4 separate regions of the Mus musculus genome follow, and regions 2, 3 and 4 are each linked to region 1. A link is a contact called in public promoter capture Hi-C data. All regions are on one chromosome and are shown on one strand. Each heading gives the region's core, a stretch centred on a gene start, on an enhancer-like site or on the middle of the called end of the contact. The rest is flanking DNA. Distances are from core to core; before and after follow the strand shown. Region 1 holds the start of Cyb5r2 (cytochrome b5 reductase 2). Region 2 holds the start of Cavin3 (caveolae associated 3). Region 3 holds the start of Tpp1 (tripeptidyl peptidase I). Region 4 holds the start of Dnhd1 (dynein heavy chain domain 1).

Region 1 (3,038 bases), core at 201-2,700:
ATCTCTTCTGGGCTGGATTGTGTCACAGGGTTTGTTTTTTAAAATTGCTGTTTGAGCTACCAACTTGAATTTCATAATATATATGAAATTTTGCTTGAGATTGGGGCAGAATTTCAAGCAACTTCTGACAAGCCCTAAACATACTTCTGTCTTTTTTCCTATGTATGTACAAAATGTTGAGTTTCAGCATCAACAATTATATATATATTTAAAAAAATCTATGAACTCTGAAAAACATTGAAGATTCCTCAACTACCTTGTGTGGAATCAAATATTCAGCCAAGATTTAGTTCTTCTTGTAAAAGTAAGGAGTATATTCATCTCATTACTGTGTGAATTGATTTCATCTATAATAATGGGAAACTATTTATATAGCAAAGATTATTTTAAGACTTGGAAAAATGACTCAGCAGTTAAGAGAACTCACTCTTATAGAGAAGTAGAATTTGGCTTCCAGCATCCAGACTGGGTAGCTGACAACTGCCTCTAACTTCAGTTCTGGGGACCTGAGGCTTCCTAGTCCTGCTGTTGGGGGTACATGTCTCTCGTTGGAGCTAATGATTTGATGCAAATACCTTCATGAAATACCATTTTACAATCTGGGCTTTCCCCCTCTCTATACCAGAGACTAAAAACTCAGGGACTCGCACAAGCTAAGGTAACCATGTCCTGTATCTCAGTCCTTTGCTGCTGTTGTTGTTGTTGGGCTGGTGTTTGTGTTTTTTTTGGTTTTTCGAGACAGGGTTTCTCTGTGTAGCCCTGGCTGTCCTGGAACTCACTTTGTAGACCAGGCTGGCCTTGAACTCAGAAATTCGCCTGCCCCTGCCTCCCAAGTGCTGGGATTAAAGGCGTGCGCCACCACGCCCGGCTTGTGTGTTTGCTTTTCAACTTTAAGCTAGTCTTACTAAGTTGCCAAAGTTGACCTTTAACTCACTATGAAATGAGTTTTCCTTTTGCCACTTGCAAGCGTGGAAGAGGAAACCAAGGTTCTGAAATGCATTGTGAAGAATCTTCATAATCTGAACTTCTCATCCTGCCTCTGAGAGTCCGGTCCGGTCTCCCACTAAAGACTGGCTGCAGTCACCCCAATCCTGCAAACACTTGGTCCTGGGAGGCTAGGGTAGCAGCTCAGGAAGCATGTTAAATAAGATATGCAGTCTTCCTCTAGGCTGCAACTCTTCTTCAGTTTGCATTGTAAACAAGTTTACAGCAACCCCTTCCTTCATCTTGCCAGGCTCTTAACAAGCTGGGGAGGCTGAATTTTCCTCAAGGCTGCTGACATGCGCAGGAAAGTCAAGAAGCAGAGGGATCCCTGCATAGGGATCTTGGAGATAAGCCCCATTCCCACCCGGCCAGCTGCAGAAGCGCCAGGCTAGTCCTGTGCCAGAGTCATGTGACACAGAAGCTCGAATCCGTCGCTATGGGGCAGGAGTCAGCTCCTCAGCGGCCACTGCCGGATGTTTCATCATCCCCACCATCAAAGGCACTGTTCATCTCGAGGATAAGTCAGGCATCTCGCTCCAGGTGAGTTCTGCCGGGAAAGCGCGGGGCAGGAAGGAACCCGGGGCTAGGCGAACAGCCGCAGGCGGTGGCCGAGGCAGGATTCACGGGCGGTTTCCCAGCTGGTTGGGACAGTGGGCCTCAGGGCTAAGCTGCAGACTTTTCTGCAACAGGTTGGGATGAGAACAAACTGGCCTAGTGAGGGAGGAGCTGGGTGGAGTTGAGGGCTATTATAGGGAGGTTGGCCACGCCTCTTACAGGTATATGTTTGCCTCAGTTACTCATAGGAAGGTGCTAGTGAGTCCCCAAGCCACTCACTGCTCCACTGCTCCAGCGGAATCCGAAGTGAGTGTGGCAAGTCTCTAGAGAGGTGAGCTCTGTCCCCAGCCTTGCTGTTAGCTGGTAAGGATCCCACAGTCATTCCCCCCAGGATGGAGGCAGATGACCAATGAGGGCCTGGAGACACTAGCACTCTGGGATAGGTGTCAAGCCTGGTCCAGGGGTCTTCTTGGACCTGCAGCTAACCTCTGCACGCTGGTCCCAGAGAGAGCCTTCTGTATTAATACCTTTCTCTCTGCTAGTCCTGTAAGACATAAGATCAGCCAGGCTTAGAGCTGCCTAGCCCAGCATGGGTGAAATCTGAGGTCTGTCTTCACACTGTATCTGCCAGGACCAAACCTGTCACCGGGGCCACTGCGATTCTCATAGCCCTGAAGAAAATGAGTGTCAAGAAGAAAGATCTTATCACCTTACAGGACCCTGAAGCCAAGTACCCGCTGCCCTTGATTGAGAAGGAGGTAGTGGGTCACCTAAACCTCCCTCTGGTTAGGTGAAAGGGGAGGGTGGGGGTGGGGGAGAATGCTAGCTGGGGATATGAGGTGATCAGTCACCTCAGGACCAAATGGAGCACCTTTCTAAAGATCTGGACCACAAAGCAAAACTCCTAGAGAGTCAACAGAACCTGCCTACCTCTTTCTTCTTCTTCTTTTTCTAACCAGCAAATCAGTCACAACACCAGAAGGTTCCGCTTTGGGCTGCCCTCACCAGACCATGTCCTGGGGCTTCCTGTCGGTGAGCAGTGCTTGGTGACATGTCCAAGTCTGAGTGTTTGAGTACTTGGCTCCTATTAGCAATGGATTCCCATTCTTGTGGGATATGGAGGGTACACTGATATAACCCTGGACCACATGAATGGAGGGAATAGGCAGCTGGACTTGAGGACAGTGTCCCCATTGTCCCACTTGGACTGTCACAATAGTAATAGCTTGAGGAGCACTGATAAGACGTAAGCTTAGAGTCAGGAAGTTTAAGATCTCCTTAATGGCTCCTGTCCATGCAATTTAAGGCCAGTCCCTCACCATCTCTGACCTTCTTCCATCTATAGTATTTCCCAGGCTTTTCTGCCTACTTCAGGTATAGTGAGGGTAAAATGAATGATGGATATGAAAATTCAGAAACTTCATTGTGTTGTTCAGGGATGACAAGAACAGATGTTCCCTTGCAGTCAAGGCCCAATATACATGGGAATCACTAGCAGT
Region 2 (2,990 bases), core at 392-2,891, 2.3 Mb after region 1:
GGTTGGGTAGAATTGGTCACTAAAGCTTTTCTCAACCTTATTTATGTATGTAGTCTTTTGGACGACCCAAGACAATTGTGTGTCTAAGCTGGAGAGATAGCTCAGCCAATAAGAGTACTTGAGGCTCTTACATAGGACAGGAATCCTATTTTTAGCACCCACATTGGATACCTCAGAGTGGCCAATAACCACAGTTTGAGGGCATCTGACACCTTCTGATATCCATAGGTCTTTGCACATGCATGTGCACACATTCATGCACACACACATATACATAAATAAATAAAAACATCTAAAAGATTTCCAAGTTGTTGGGCTGGGGTATGGCTTAGTGGCAGAATACTTGTCTAGCGTGTTTGAGGGTTTGGGTTTGATCCTTAACGCTGTGCCTTTTCAGCCAACTAATGGGGCAGTCAATGAACACCTATAACTTCAACACTCAGGTGTCTGAGACAGGAAGATTTTGAGTTTGAGGCCTGGGTTACACAATGAGTCCCTATCTCAAAAACACAGAAACAGGGTCAAAGATGTAGCTCCGTTGAAGATGTTGACCAGTGTGCATAGGAGCCTGAGTTCGATTTCCAGCACCAGCATAAAGTAGGTTTGGTGGCACACAACTGTTATCTCAGCCGTTGGGTGGCAGAAGCAAGAACAGACATTCAAGACCATCCTTGGCTGAACAGTGAGTTCAGGGCCTCCCTGAATGACATGAAACCCCGCTCAAACTCTTTGTGTTCTTTTGTCAGGCTCAGATGGCTCTGCTAATATCGGGTCCAAGATGAGCAAATCAAACTCTAACATAAAAACAAAGTTTTCACAACCAGAACTCAGGAATCAACCTTTATGTAGTGATTTTCCACTCTAACACTCACTATGTAGTTCATCATGGTCTCCAATTGGTGATTTTCCTACCTCAATATGTATCACCATATCTAGCTACTGCAGCATTTCAAATCCTCACACTCACCAATTTCGGAGACGGGATTGAAGGCATTACGCAGGAACCACAGCCAATCTCCATTAAAACGGACAAACCAGTACTTATTCTAACTCATGGCTGAGCTATCCTCCAGGAATCCAAAGAAGAACAACGCAGTCCAGTAGGAAGAAATAGCAATAAACGAAGCCAGAGGCTAAACCTGGAAAATATCAGAGGATGCCCCGCCCAGCCCGCCTAGACACAAAGCCCTGCCTTGGGCCTAGGCAGTCTTGGGTCTGAGGCAGAACATTCCAAACTTTACAGGCCTCCGCCCAGCGTTGGGGCTCAGCAGCTTTGACGGCTTAGGCTATGCCTTTAACACCCCTGCCTTCCACCCCCACCCCCTTCTCTGATCACTAGATAGATAAATGAAATTTTCAGTGGTTTGCCTTTTGCTGTGAAGAACACAGGCCTGAAAGAAGCCCACCAGGAAAATGGGGGAAAAGGAGCACAAACTCAGAAAAGAGGTGCCTCTGGGCAGGACTGTCTTACTCGCAGATCCCGGGGCGGAGCCTTCGAAAGAGCCCCCTTTGGACATTCCGCCCCCTTGCTCGGCCTCCTCCTTTTCCCACCGCGGAAGATGCCAACTCCCGCCCGGCTGAGTCACGGCCTGAACTAGGGGAGGAGGCGGGGAAAGGCAGCCCCAGCCCAGATCGCAGCCATCGGTCTCAGGGAGAGCAGGCCCGGTGGTCAGAGATCATGGGGGAGAGCGCACTGGAGCCCGGACCTGTGCCTGAGACGCCCGCAGGGGGTCCGGTGCACGCAGTCACCGTGGTGACCTTGCTGGAGAAATTGGCCACCATGCTGGAGGCTCTGCGGGAGCGGCAAGGCGGCCTGGCTGAGAGGCAGGGCGGCCTGGCGGGCTCCGTGCGTCGCATACAGAGTGGCCTGGGTGCGCTGAGTCGCAGCCACGACACCACCAGCAACACACTGACGCAGCTGCTGGCCAAGGCGGAGCGCGTGGGCTCGCACGCCGACGCAGCCCAGGAGCGGGCCGTGCGTCGCGCTGCTCAGGTGCAGCGGTTGGAGGCCAACCACGGGCTGCTGGTGGCGCGCGGGAAGCTGCACGTCCTGCTCTTCAAGGTCAGTGACCTCAGGCATCCCTCTCCCGCCCCCAACCCTCGCCTCTAGGTTACCACCGAGGGAAGGACTCCTGCCACCCACCCGTCCGCATCTCCACATTCCTGACCCAGCGTGCTGCCCTCACTTGTGGAAGACTCTCAGAGCCGCACCCACTTTCTCACAACAGCGACCTTATCCCTTTCTCACTCCCAGCCTGGCCAACCCACGCCCTCCCTAACTCAGGCCAGTCTGCGGATTTGGTCAGTCGCACCCACATGGAACTAACTGTTAGGTGTTACTCTGCCTCCTCCAAGCGCCTATACAGCTGTTACACTCTACACGGTTTCATCCACTTTGCAAACTTGCAAGGTCCACTTTCCCCCTCTTTGCTCATCTCTCTGCTCCTCCATCCTCCCCATCCCCCATCTTCCCATTCCTCTATTTTGGCCCCAATTCCTAGTGCAGATGCAAAGGGTGGAGTAGCTTCCCTTGGCGGGCGGGCAAGAGAGTTTCAGGCTGGTCCTGGCTAAGTGCCAGGGTCAAATCAGAGAATCAAAAGCTGTGTCATCACATTTAGGAGGAGACTGAAATTCCAGCCCGCGCCTTCCAGAAAGTCCCAGAGCTCTTGGGTCCGGAGGACCAGTTGGTGCTGGGCCCAGATCAGCCAGAGGATGAAGTTGGAGAGAGTTCTGAAGAGGAGCCAGTGGAGTCCAGGGCTCAGCGGCTGCGCCGCACTGGTTTACAGAAAGTTCAAAGCCTGAAAAGGGCTCTTTCCAGTCGTAAAGCAGCACAGCCCACACCAGTCAAGCCGCCACGCGTAGGGCCTGTCCGGAGCTCTGAAGGCCCATCAGAAGGCCAGCCTGCAGCTCAGCCTGAAATGGAGTCCGAGCTCGAGACTGCCCTGGAGCCAGAACCTCCTCAACCTACCAAGGAAGATCCTGAGAAACCC
Region 3 (2,923 bases), core at 197-2,696, 2.0 Mb after region 1:
AGCCCGGGCCATCTTCCCACCAGCCTCTCACCGCTCCCCTATCAGCCATGAAGGCTCCCTCTCCTCAGCTGCCATGTCCCCCAGCTTCTCACCCTCACTGTCTCCTTTGGCTGCTCGCTCTCCCGTTGTCTCACCATTCGGGGTAGCCCAGGGCCCCTCAGCTTCAGCACTCAGTACAGAGTCTGGCCTGGAGCCTCCGGATGACACAGAGCTGCGCATCTAGCTGTGGCCCTAACTGGGCCCCGACCTGGGACACGTCCAGTGTCCCCAAAGCAGGCCCCATTCTCAGCCTGCCCTGGGCAGCCTCGGACCATGACTGACTATGGGGAGGCCACCACCAGTCCCCTGCTCTCCACCTTAAACTCTTATAGCTGGGACAGGTCCCACATTTCTCTGCAGTTCCTTCAGCACTAGGACCACAGAGGGCCTGTTGGTCATGACCTGTGGCCAGATCCAGTGTGGAGAGAAATAAGAATGAGGCAACAGCCTTGGGTTCTCTTCAGCCAAGACTTCCTGCCCTGCACCAGCGCCCTGCGATGGAGCTGAGACTTTATTTATTGGGGGTTAGGGGGATGGGGAGGTCCCTCCAATCTGGGCCCAGCTCTTTTGGGTTCTTCTGACATCCCTGCCCCTGCCCAGAACAAGTGCCAATTCTCACTCTGGAGCCTTAATAAACTGCAGTTTGTATCCAGCCTCTGGCTCTGTTCTGTCAGGGTAACCAGAAGTCACTGGCGTAGCACTGTGGATACCTGGCACAGTAGCCAAGGAGGCCCAGAGGGAGGGCGGACAACAGGACATGTAGGAGTAGGGTTGGCACTGAGAGCTCAGAAGCCTAGCCTTGGGATCTCTGCTGCTTTCCCCTCTAACATGGTCAGGACTTGAACTGCAGTGGTTTCCTGCAGAGACTGACAGAGTAGGAAGCAGTCTAGGGTCCTAAGCCTGAGGGTCTGGAATAAGATATGGTGATTATTAAGAGTAGGTAAGTGAAGAAATCCCCAACCCCCCCCCCCCACACACACACACCTTGGAAACATGAAATGTCCACATTCATAAGAGCTCACATTAGTTGAGTCTGCCAGGTCAGTCTTGGCTCCATAGGCTTGCTTTATTGCAATGTCCACTTTTACTCCCAAGTATGAGGCACATTTCTTTTACGTAACAGTCACTGAATTTTAAGTGAAGAAACCTAGGCTCTGAGAGCTTGTTTTTCTAATATTGTACGGCCAGGAGCAGCCCATACCTATGGGGCTTCAGAGCCCACTCCTTTATGATTCCTTTAGAGACAGACAGACTTGGGCAGCAGGTGAAGAGGAGCCCTGGGCTTAGATGCTCAACACAGCATAGAATTCTAATAGCAGCCCCAGCATTCAGAACAGCTCATTTGGGAGGGAGGAGTCAGCAACGTCACTAGTTACTAGGCAGGGAGATGGGGGAGGTGCCAGACCATGCTCATGTGACTTATCACATGACTACAGATCAGCCTGAAAGCCAAAATGGGACTCCAAGCCCGGTGAGAAACTGAGGTGGGGAGGGTAGCTAAGGGGGATTACATTAGAGGGATTACATGTTGTAGAAGGAGTACAATGAGGGTTCGGCTCCTGATGAAACCCACCTGCTGTCCCTGCAGCCTCCTAGGGCTCCTTGCTCTCGTCATCGCCGGCAAATGCACTTACAACCCTGAGCCGGACCAGCGGTGGATGTGAGTTGATTTAGTACTACAGGTGCCTGTCTCTGCAGACGCTTGGTCCTAGCTTTCCTCATCCTCAACTGCTCCTAGTACCCACTCTGTAGCCTTATTCGACACCCCCTCGGCTTAATCTCTGGTCATTTATCTCCTATGATCCTTATCTGCATCTAGGATTCGACCCAAAGTCTCAGTTCTTAATCCCAAACTTTCCATGATCTGGATTTCTCGTTATGGCCTAATCAAATCATGTCCCTGACCCTGTAGGCTGCCTCCAGGCTGGGTGTCCCTGGGCCGCGTGGATCCCGAGGAAGAGCTGAGTCTCACTTTTGCGCTGAAACAGCGGAACCTGGAAAGACTCTCGGAGCTGGTGCAGGCTGTGTCGGATCCTAGCTCTCCTCAATATGGTGCCTATCAGTTGGGGCAGGAAGTGGGAGGCAGGACCAGGCAGGCACTGGCTGGTGCAGATCATGTAGGGCCATGTTTCTGGTATGACAGACAAATGACAATAACTGCCATATTCATACACACACACACACACACACACACACACACACACACACACCAAAATTTCCACCTGAGTTCTTCAGTCTTAAAACTAAGAACAAATCTAAGCCTAGTAGCATGAGGTAATAATCCTAGCTACTTGGACTAAAACAGGACGATTTTGAATCCAAGGCATGCCTGGGCAGTGTAGCAATATTGTCAACATTAAAACCAATTTTTTTTAGAGGCCTAGCTAGCTCATTGATAGGGTGGGTGCTTACGGAGCATATGAAAAACCCTAGGTTCAAGTGCCAGGAAGATGGTGGGTGTGGGGTAGCTAGCTGTGTTTAAGAACACATGATTCATAATCAGATCTAGATTGAAATGTTCACTTACCCTACCAGCTCTCAAATGGAGGACTAGCACTTAGTGTGTGTGCATGATCAAGTCATGGACCTTACCCCACTCTCATAGCCACTGCCACACCCTCCTCTGTTGCTAGTTCAAGTCCTAAATTGTCTTTGGATTAATCCACTCTGGCCATTCCTCTTGCTACCAACTCAGTTGTTTATTCTCTTTCTGGATTACTGCCCAGTACCCGGACTGGTTTGAAGCTTCCTCTCCTTCACCCCACTCCCCAGAACAGTCCCTTCTCTATTCTAGAGTATTCTCTATGGTGCTCAGGCTGGAGTGAATCCTTCCCCTGCTTAAAGTCCTGTATGGTGAGGCAAGGGTGTGTGTGTGTGTGTGTGT
Region 4 (3,362 bases), core at 189-2,688, 2.1 Mb after region 1:
AGGCTGTCCAGCCATGGGGTCTCTTCTAGGGCCACCTCAGCACCAACAATGCCCAGACAGTGCTGTAGCTCAGGCAGTGTCAATGGTCGGAGCCACGTGGCCAATTCCTTTTTTTGTTGCCGGTCCCACTGGGCCTTCACAAAAGGGCATGCTGAGCATGGAGGCCCTCGATGAAACCTCTTCATCCATAGACCACAGTCAACATGGGAAGAACTATGTAACAAAGAACTGTCTGGGGGAAAGGCCTTGTCTATGGCATCTAGCAGGTCCAGCTCTAGCCGGGCTTGGACCTTGGGTGCCCAGCAGTACAGCTGCTCCAGGAAGGGCAGCAACTCGAGTTGACCAGCTAGCATCTCACGGTATGGAGGCAACAGGCCCAGTACTGCATGCAGATAGCGCCAAGCTTCACAACTGCCATCCTGCATCACAGCTGAGAACAGAGACTGAAGCTCAGACAGCAGCAGCTTCAGCAGTGTCCGCTGCTCTGATTCAACCACTGCCTTGAGATCCTCCTGTTTCATTTGACAGTCCCAAGAGTGTTCTTGTCCGCTGCAGCTACATCCAACGAGCCCAGACTGAAGGGTATAAAACCATGGGTTTTTCTTCTCTTCCAGAATAAAGTGGAGGCAGGTATTCAATTGCTGTCGAACAGATCTTGCCCACAGCTCGGGGTCCAAATGCCAATTCCAGGCTTTTGGCTTCTGGGTCTGACCTGTGGGACCCAGCGGGGGGGGGGGGGGAGGGAGGGAGGGACATGTAGAAGTTCTGGCTCTGGGCTGTGCCAGTAGGGTTAGGACAGCAAGGTGGATATAGAGTTGCAGAGCATAGGAAGACCAGTAGAGGGCCCTTACTGAGCCACTCACTGTCAAGGACTAGCACAAGTCCAAGAGGGAGCCCTCCCTGCCCAGGAGCTCCTTCCCACCCTCCAAGGCCTCGTCTCACCTGGCCTGCAGGATGTAGAAGGCATGGGAAGGGAAGGGGGACTGGTCTGTGAATGAGGTTTCATTGCGGAGCGCTCCCTGTCGTGAATGAACTTAGACTCAGTTCCAGTCACTTAACACAGAGACCGATACACGCTTGCAAAATCTTTGGAAAAACTGTGTTCACATGAGGAAAACTTCAGAGTGGAGGCTGGCAACCACCTTGAAAAGGAAACACAAAAGGGTTGTCACTCAAAGGCAGCAAAGCTCCCGTCCCCTGAAGCCTTTACCACAGACTGAGAAGGTCCAGAGTGCAAAGCCGGCTACTGGGTAGGGAAGCAGTTTAGGACACCTAGCGGAAAGACGTGGCAGAAGACAGCTCCCGGTGCGCCAGTGGGAGGGGCCTCCCTAGGCACTGGAAGAGCTGAGCCACTGAGGGCAAGGGTAGCAGATCCCAGAGCCAGAGCAGAGGACTCAGCTGCACCACCTGCTCCCAGCTGTTAGAACCGTTACAGAATCCTGGAGGCCCGAGCCTCAAATCGGAGCTAGAAGGAGAGTTCAACAGGCATGTGGGAGGGGCCTGGGGGCGGGACCGGGACCCAGGCCACACTAGCATACTGCTTTTAACCTGACACCCCAAAGGCCCAAAAAGAATCTGGCTGAGCGGGAGACTGAATGACAAGATTGATTTGGGGGCACTAACAGCATTAGGGGCGTGGTCGTAGGAAGCAAGTGTAATCCTAGGGACTCACTCGCTCACTGATTTTTCCCTCCCCTCCCTTGACAGCATATCCAACTGTCCCACCTCAAGTCCCAACAAGAAACCCGAGTAAGACAAACATCTTGTATCTCTCTCAACAAGCTACACATCTAGTAGTGAGTGGTTTAGTTATGAAAGAAAGAAAGAAAGAAAGAAAGAAAGAAAGAAAGAAAGAAAGAAAGAAAGAAAGAAAGAAAGAGAGAAAGGAAGAAAGCAACCTACCTCTGTTATAGATTTTATTCTAATCAGTGGAAATTTTGATAGGCCAGACAGTAAAAAGAGTAGACTTGGGGGAGGGGGGAGTAGGGTGTTTGATTTCATATATTTCAAGTTTTAAGTCTGAGATACAGATCTCACAGGTGAGAGGCATAGCTCAGTGGTCCAACACTTGCCTCATATGCTCAAAGCCCTGGGTTTAGTCTCCAGTCTAGAAATGAAAGCTGTCCTTGAAGTCATGACTCCCCTGCCTCAACCTCCTGAAGGAAAGAATTATATGTATGTGTCCAACTAGAAGTTTAGTGTTTGCTCTCACTTGAGTCACATTCAAGCTTGAGTATTCCCAGGACCATGGTTAGAGTGTTCTGCTTTCTCTAAGGCTAAGCAAATAGTCTTTGCTTTCAGGATCCAAGAGAGTTAGTTCATCACCTCCTCTGCCTAGGCCCATTACAACTAGTGAGATGAAGAAGAGAAGAAATCACACCTCTTTATGAAGGGCACAACCTGGAAGTTGCCTGTGTCACTCCTTCACTTGCCCTGACCTAGGCAAAAATAAAACTTTCACATCTAATCTTTTTTTTGCAAAGGTTGTGGTGGTTTGAATGAGAATGACCCCATAGGTTCATATATCTGAATGTTTGGTCCCTTGCTGGGGCTGTTTGGGAAAGATTAGAAGGTATAACCTTGATGGTTCATCTCACTGGTGGAAGGATTGTATACAAGAGTGAGCACTTTTCTCCACATTGTTCTCAAATTTTTATTTCAAGTTTCTGCTCAGGCATGCATCCCCTTATAGTGAATCCTTTAATTTCCCAGAAGTCAGCACTCTCCCAGGTCCAGACCCTCTTTTCCCCAAACTAATTTTACCCCATACTTTGATTGCTATCTCATATTTGCTTATCCATTTACCCTGATAAAAAATGTAAGCTCCTGGAGTTACAGAGACAAACTGTGGAGCAGAGAATGACCCAACAGGGGATCCATCCCATATAGTCATCAAACCCAGACATTATTGTGGATGCCAACAAGTGCTTGCTGACAGGAACCTAATATAGCTGTCTCCTGAGAGGCTCTACCAGTGCCTGACAAATACAGAGGTGGATGTTCTCAGTCAACCACTGGACTAAGCACAGGGTCCCCAATGGAGGAACTAGAGAAAGGACCCAAGAAGCTGAAGAGGTTTGCAGCCCCATAGGAGGAACAACAATATGAACCAACCATTACCCACAGAGCTCCCAGGGACTGACCACCAACCAAAGAGTGCACATGGAGGGACCATGGCTCCAGCCACATATGTAGCAGATGGCCTTGTCGGTCATCAATGGGAGGAGAGGCCCTTGGTCCGCCAGTGCCAGGAGATGGGAGTGGGTAGATTGATTGGTGAGCAGGGAGAGGGGGAAGGGGATAGGGAGTTTTTGGAGGAGAAACCAGGAAAGGGGATAACATTTGAAATGTAAATAATGAAA

The links. Promoter capture Hi-C pulls out the DNA fragments that hold promoters and counts their contacts.
Region 2: a promoter capture Hi-C map of hippocampal neurons shows a contact between it and region 1, with 4 times the contacts expected there. The contact joins the promoter of Cavin3 here to the promoter of Cyb5r2 in region 1. A contact is called at or near these places in 2 of 39 promoter capture datasets (frontonasal cranial neural crest and hippocampal neurons).
Region 3: a promoter capture Hi-C map of embryonic stem cells shows a contact between it and region 1, with 2.5 times the contacts expected there. The contact joins the promoter of Tpp1 here to the promoter of Cyb5r2 in region 1. A contact is called at or near these places in 4 of 39 promoter capture datasets (cranial neural crest, embryonic stem cells, liver and 1 more).
Region 4: a contact with region 1 is called in a promoter capture Hi-C map of pre-B cells, with 7 times the contacts expected there. The contact joins the promoter of Dnhd1 here to the promoter of Cyb5r2 in region 1. A contact is called at or near these places in 2 of 39 promoter capture datasets (liver and pre-B cells) and 1 of 115 datasets of contacts at active chromatin or transcription factors (astrocytes).

The regions. Positions count from the first base shown.
Region 1 is chr7:107,756,444-107,759,481 of GRCm38.p6, reverse strand. It overlaps Cyb5r2 (cytochrome b5 reductase 2), which reads left to right and starts at 1,450. Exons shown (of 9, transcript NM_177216.4): 1 at 1,450-1,524; 2 at 2,171-2,297; 3 at 2,499-2,571. The coding sequence starts at 2,220.
Region 2 is chr7:105,480,848-105,483,837 of GRCm38.p6, reverse strand. It overlaps Cavin3 (caveolae associated 3), which reads left to right and starts at 1,641. Exons shown (of 2, transcript NM_028444.1): 1 at 1,641-2,062; 2 at 2,619-2,990. The coding sequence starts at 1,679. It overlaps Gm36847 (a long non-coding RNA gene), which reads right to left and starts at 1,039. Exons shown (of 3, transcript XR_378395.4): 1 at 968-1,039.
Region 3 is chr7:105,750,758-105,753,680 of GRCm38.p6, reverse strand. It overlaps Tpp1 (tripeptidyl peptidase I), which reads left to right and starts at 1,446. Exons shown (of 13, transcript NM_009906.6): 1 at 1,446-1,510; 2 at 1,628-1,699; 3 at 1,952-2,091. The coding sequence starts at 1,494. Dchs1 (dachsous cadherin related 1) reads left to right here. Exons shown (of 21, transcript NM_001162943.1): 21 at 1-692. The coding sequence ends at 223.
Region 4 is chr7:105,648,852-105,652,213 of GRCm38.p6, reverse strand. It overlaps Dnhd1 (dynein heavy chain domain 1), which reads right to left and starts at 1,438. Exons shown (of 44, transcript NM_001370803.1): 1 at 1,273-1,438; 2 at 943-1,142; 3 at 1-712. The coding sequence starts at 1,006. It also overlaps a transcript of Timm10b not described here.